Regions from separate parts of the Triticum aestivum genome. Here region 2 is linked to region 1. Evidence: chromatin contacts called from public Hi-C data. All regions are on one chromosome and are shown on one strand. The core of a region is the stretch at or near the end of the contact, and the rest is flanking DNA. Distances in the headings are between cores, read along the strand shown.

What was found. Hi-C and Micro-C count contacts between places; a contact is called where the count stands out from the background.
Region 2: a Hi-C map of leaf shows a contact between it and region 1, with 5 times the contacts expected there. The contact joins the promoter of LOC123128455 here to the promoter of LOC123128451 in region 1. A contact is called at or near these places in 2 of 5 Hi-C or Micro-C datasets (both in leaf).

Annotation. Positions count from the first base shown.
Region 1 is chr6A:555,146,294-555,149,379 of IWGSC CS RefSeq v2.1, forward strand. It overlaps LOC123128451 (24.1 kDa heat shock protein, mitochondrial), which reads right to left and starts at 1,537. Exons shown (of 2, transcript XM_044548452.1): 1 at 1,217-1,537; 2 at 481-1,087. The coding sequence starts at 1,445. The coding sequence ends at 669. LOC123128452 (polyadenylate-binding protein 2) reads left to right here and starts at 1,796. Exons shown (of 6, transcript XM_044548453.1): 1 at 1,796-2,002; 2 at 2,108-2,201. The coding sequence starts at 1,898.
Region 2 is chr6A:555,390,170-555,393,255 of IWGSC CS RefSeq v2.1, forward strand. LOC123128455 (protein PHOSPHATE-INDUCED 1 homolog) reads right to left here and starts at 1,574. Exons shown (of 1, transcript XM_044548456.1): 1 at 352-1,574. The coding sequence starts at 1,454. The coding sequence ends at 519.

The DNA.
Region 1 (3,086 bases), core at 287-2,786:
CTTCTAAACAAGCAACACTGCTTTGCTCGTGCGCGGTTGAGACGGAGGGCATCCTTATCGTTCATTCGCTGTTATTGTTGCTCCTTTTGCGGTCACACCGCGGAGGACGGTAGTTATTGCTCGCGCCACAGTTTCGCGAGGATGCAGGTCGAGAGCGGCGACCATGTTGGTCGCTGCCGGCGAGCACCTTGACCTCACATGCCTAGTCCTTCTCCTTCTCATGTCGCTGCTCCGATGGGTATGTCGCGGTGGCCACCGAAATCGGGCGCCGCCGGCGCAAGTTGGGCCGGAGGAGGCCAGCTGACGTAAGGGAATGGGAAGGAAGGTTTTTGCACAATGGTGGATAACGGCAACAAACGCCAGCCGTCCGCATCACGGTTGAGAGAAAGTATTTCAGGGATTTGAAATCATTTGCGTCGTGCTCTATATTCTCGGGCCGTGGCCCTCTTATACGATATGTAAAATTTGCTTCAGAAGAAAGACCAAGAAAAACGGATCTATTGTTTGATCGATTCATACTCGTACAGGCACTTAACACGAGACCAAAACATCCAGACCCAACACGACAAACAAAAAAGCTTGAGTTATTTTTAGTTATTATTACTCGGCTCACACGAGACGACTCGGCTATTCCGTGACGCGAAACTTGGCGTGATCCTGCCTAGTGCCTAGTCCACTTTGACCTCGAAGACGTCCTTGCGCTCCTCCTCCTTGACCTTGGGCACGACCACCCGGAGCACGCCGTTCTTCATCTCGGCCTTGATCTGGTCCATCCGGTACACGTCCCCGGCGAGCTCGAGCCGGCCGCTGTACCTCGGCGCGTCGGCGCCCTCCCGGTCCGATTCCTTCTCGCCCTCGCCCTTGATCACCAGGCTGTTCTGCTCCGCCCACACCTTCACGTGCTCCTTGCCCAGCCCCGGCATGTCCACCCTCAGCCGCGGCGCGTCCGCGTCCTCCCTCGCGTTCCACCCGCGCCGGAGCGGCGCCGCCCGCGCCGCGCCGTCGGGGGACGCCGCCGCCACGTCGTCCAGCATGCTCAGCAGCCGGCCCAGGCTCTGCGGCGCGCTGAACGGGTCACGGAACACATCTGCACAAGAACAGTCAGCACAGAACTCTGTCACGCACGCTGCCGGAGTTGGAATCTGGTTCAGATCGCGCAGCGGAGAGATGAATCCAACGCGTTGGAGTGACAAGCATGGTGCGGGATGACGACTACCTGAGAAGAAGCTGGGCACGCCGACGTCGCGCTCGCGCGCGCCGCTGCGGGGGCTGCGCTCGACCGCCTCGTCCCGGTCGTAGCTCCGGAGGGGCGCGCCGGCGTTGTACCCGCGGACGCCGCCGGCGACGGCAGCCGGCCTGAGAGCCGACCCGGAGGACGCGGCCAGGAGGTTCTCCATGGCGCGCACCAGCGGGATCCTGTTGGAGAACACCACCCGTGATGCCATTGTCCACGCTCTCCCTTCTCTCCCTGCCTGTGTTCGTCGGATGTTTCTGGATTTTACTGCGATGAGCACGACGCGGATCGCCGGGGACTGTGGAGATTTATATCCGCGATGTGGCTTGGGGAAGGATTTAGAAGCTTCGCGAATGCCCCGCCGCGCAGCTGCGCTCCGAACAGTCCAGAAGGCACGGGAATGCGTCCGGCACCTTTCCCCGCGATGTCTGGACCCACCTACAAGGCCCAGGCCCAGGCCCAACGGGCGTATAGTCCATTATAAGCCCAAAACCCAAGAGCAGCGATGATAGTACGAGGCCCATAAGCCCAACTGAAGCATACGCGGAGTACCGACCGAGCCCACCCGCTCCATCTTCGCTTCCGACCCCAAATCCACCGAACCGGATCAACTCCAAAAAAAAAAAATCCACCGAATTGGGTTTAGATCGGGGAGAGACGGCCATGGACGAGGAGGAGCACGAGGTGTACGGCCAGGAGATCCCCGTGGACGGCGACATGGAAGGCGCCGACGTCGACATGGCCGCCGCCGGAGACGACGCAGCGAAGGTCCACCCCTGCCCCCACCCCCATCCCCATCCCTCGGCTCCCTGTCTGCGCGCTAAACCCTAAACCTAGTTTAGTTCTGACCGCGCGCTTTCTCGCCCGCTGCAGGAGCTCGACGAGATGAAGCGTAGGCTCAAGGAGATGGAGGAGGAGGCCGCCGCCCTGCGCGACATGCAGGCCAAGGTCGCCAAGGAGATGCAAGGTTGTCTTTCTAGATGCGCCTCCTTGTACTTGTCGCGATTTGCTTAGGTTGGTTTTAGCCGCTTTTGATCTATTTGGGGATGCCTCGTGATGGTCTTGTAATCCCACACGCAGTAGGCTATCAGGCAATTTGATGAACTTGAGATTGGTACTCATAAATCTGACCAAATTACTGTTTCTTTTACACCGTAAAATTGCAACTATTGTAGGTGTTGTTTGTAACTTTATGGCCCATTCTGTAGTGTTGAGTAGGTAAAATAAATCGGATGAATTGTGCCTTCTGCACATAGTGCCGATGTGTGTAGTTTGTAACCACACGCGAGCAGTATGTTTTAAGTTCCTTCTGCACCACTATTGAGTTACATGAATCTGAACGTTGACTGGTTTGCTGTTTGTAATCCCGGCATAGACTCTAGAGATCTGGTTCTTCTATATGACTATGTCCAGGATATGCACTTCAAGAATAATTTTGTGCTAATGTTTCAATTTTAAACTGCCGCCATATTTCAGAGTTCCTCCCTTATTTTTCAGTATTTTATATCATATTGGGACCCTTGTTCTTTTCTCTCTCTATAATACTCACTCTTCTCCAATCTTTCTGCTCCTTGTACTGATTACTTCATATTTTCATAATATCACCAACAGTAAATTTAGGTCTGTGCAATGAAGATATGCCTCGTGGTTTCTTGCTTATGTAGTTGAAGTAGTGGCATGATTGTGTAGCATGCCTTGTATTAATCTTTGTTTTGGCATGAATACTTATTCGTGTCTTGTGGTAAAAACAAGCGAGTGTGGGATAAATGTTATGGCTGTCTTTCAAAATGATTTTCCATGGTTATGCATATGCTTGCTTTTTGGGCTAATTTTGGACATTTTCTCATTAAAT
Region 2 (3,086 bases), core at 324-2,823, 240 kb after region 1:
CACAGTCCCCGGAGCCATCTCTTTTACTTTATTAAGCTGACAACTATATAATTGGTTATTGATGTTAGCTGGAGGTCACCTGTATGGTTATCAACTGCGAACCAGGGCTTTGCACACGTGACCTGCGAGTATATCCCTTCCCTCGGTATTTTAATGAAGTACTATGCATGTCATTGGCTGCTCGAATTTCTGCTGTAAATTCCCACCGTGAGCACCAAAATGATACTAGTAACAATGTTAGTTTCCGAACAATGCTCTCTTACATTAATACTCCCTCCGTAAACTAATATAAGAGCGTTTAGAATACTAAAGTAGTGATCTAAACGCTCTTATATTAGTTTACAGAGGGAGTAGTAAACTTTTTTCATTCAACAAATGAAAGAATTTCATCTCAACGCCTCTACAGGCACACAGATTAACATCAGCACGCGCGTGGAAGGTGGAACACTCTCCACACAGCAACAACGCCACCGCAACTATAACTACACACACACCATCATGGTCCTACACGTACGAGCCTACCCCAAGGTGGAGCAGGCGGACGTGTCGGGGTCGACGAGCGCCGGGACCAGGTATTTCCGGCCGTGGGCTCCGTTCGCGTTGAAGCTGGCGCCGGTGGCCGGGTCCACGAGCAGCGAGCCGGCGTAGCCGGGGTACGCCCCCTTGCCGTACACCCCGGCGCACGCCGTGGCGGCCTCCAGCGGCGCCTCGGCGGGGCCCTGGAAGAAGCCGTTGCCGAAGGGGTTGGTGACGGTGCCGACGATCATGGACGCGAGGGACACCACCATGCCGTCGACGCCGACGTCGCCGTTGGGCGGCGCGAGAGGCGCCGTCTGCGGGCCGTACTGCGGCTGGTGGAACGGCCACGCGCACTGCCCGGCGCACTGCGTCGCCGGGTTGCCCACCCACACGTACGCGAACCGACCCGCACGGGACCGCGGGGACGCGCCGTGGGAGCCGCAGCGGCTCATGCAGAAGCCGTCGACGGCCACGTCGTCGGCCGTGAGCACCACGTTGATGGCGCGGCTGGGCCCGCCGCGCGCCGCGAGCCGGACGAGGTCCCGCTCCCGGAGGTGCTTGCCGAGGGAGTAGGACCGGTCGAAGACGTGGGAGCCGAGGGCCAGCGCCGGGAAGCGGGCCTTGGAGCTGGCGTAGTACTTCTGCGCCGTCTTGAACCAGGTGGCCACGGACGGCTCCGGCTGCGGGGCCGGCGCCGGGGACGCGGAGGCGAGCGACGAGACGAAGTCGGTGACGATGGCGCGCTGCGGCGCGGAGAAGTTGCCGTACCAGACGAGGTTGACGGCGATGCGGCCGGAGAGGAGCGCGCCCTTGTGGTACTTCATGGTGATGGGCTGCTCCTGCACCAGCGCCTGCAGCCTCCTCGTGGCCCCGCAGGACTGCAGCAGCATTGCGCACACCACGAGCGCCACCGCCATGGAACCGAAGGACGCCATTGCCGCAGCTCTGAGGCGGTGGGTCTCTCCTCCTCTTGCCTAGGATGCTCTGTATCAGCTCGTGAGCCGGTGATGGACTGGTGGGGAGTGAGCTCGGGTTTTATAGAGGGAGAGACAGTGGAGCACCGCAAAGGTGGTGGGCATGGTACCGAGGGACGGGGCACCGCGTGACGTATGAATGAGGGGCGCCGCTGGCTTCTTTCTTTCTGCGGCCAAAGTAAAGACGGGGGCGTCCTTGGCCCGAACGGTCACTGACAGCTGGCTTTTCGCGTGCTCCTGCTCGCGCCCAGCTGTGGCCGCGAGGCCGAATGACCCTTTTGCCCCGTCGCTTTGTCCCTCGGGGACCGTTGCGTGAGCGCGCCCGCGCGCGACGCCGCGGGGGCAGTTCGGTGATCGCGGCCGGACGGGGTAAAGTGGGGGCTGCGGGAGTGGGTAAAAGCAGGGGTTGGCTTCTCGAGGCGTTTGAAAGCTGCTTCGCTCGCTCGGCTGGGCAGCACGGGAACGGGAAGGAATACGAACGTTGGGTGCGGGCCGGGCCGGGCCGGGCTGGGCAGCTCCAGCTTTTCTGAAGTACGTTGCGGGGTCACTCGCGGGCTGCTTCCTGGATCCGGTGTAGGCAGGCACAGTGCACTGGGGGTACTTCGGTACTGTCGGAGCACAGTATAGCAGGTTTGTCCGTCGCGGCTGCCTTTGCCACTGGCGTTGGGCTGGCGCTTGGTGGAATGTGGTTGGCAAAAGAAGCGAGACGAGACCGTGGAACAGTGCTCCTTATGTTAACCCATGGCCATCTGCACGGAAATGGTGGATCGGGCGGAGCAGCTGGCCGTCGATCTGCTTCAGCGACGCGATCTGGCAGGTCTCATGCACTTTTTTTTTAGTAAAAGGTCTCACAGCACTTCAGAAATGCATTTACCGCGTTGGTCTTTTCAGTTCTCAGGCCCTACTAGCAAATAGTGGGTTAGAGGGTATGACGACCCAGTAAAGCTGATGGGCGAGTTAAGGCCGCCCCAGTCTCCCGTGTCCTCCCGGATCCTCGCTGCGCGTATTATCATTAGCCTGCTAGGCCCATCTTGGTAGGGCACCGCCCAAGCGAGCGAAAGTGCAGGACCCACTGGCCGGCCCATCTCCGTAGGGCGCGATCCGCACGTTTTAATGCGCGCGATAGGGCGCCATCCCATCCTCATCCGATCCGACGTGTTGTTTCCGGCGTCGCCTAGAGATCTGCGTAGCGTAGCGTACGGCTAGCCGCCAGCTGGTGGTGAAGCGGCTAGGCGCGTCGCCGGCCGGACTGGCCCCACGTACTACGCCTCACGACGCGCTCGTGAGTGAATCCGCCCGCTCACTGCTCGTCGAGCACCAGCACCAGCAGCCGCTGCCGGACAGACGGCCGCCCGCCAGGCGCCAGCCGTGCAGCCGGAGGGACACGCGTGCGCACGTACGTGGACGCGCAGGCCTACCTGTCAGAAGGGCCTCGTGGGCGCCCGTGGGCCGTTGGATCCATCTGTGGCCTAGTGAGTGAGTGTGGGAGTACGTGCGTGCGTGCGTGCATGTCTGACAGATCGTGCCCTCTCGATCGACAAATATTTTGTCTTCCCCTTAAAAAAAGACAAATATCGTGTGCCCAGTCATCAA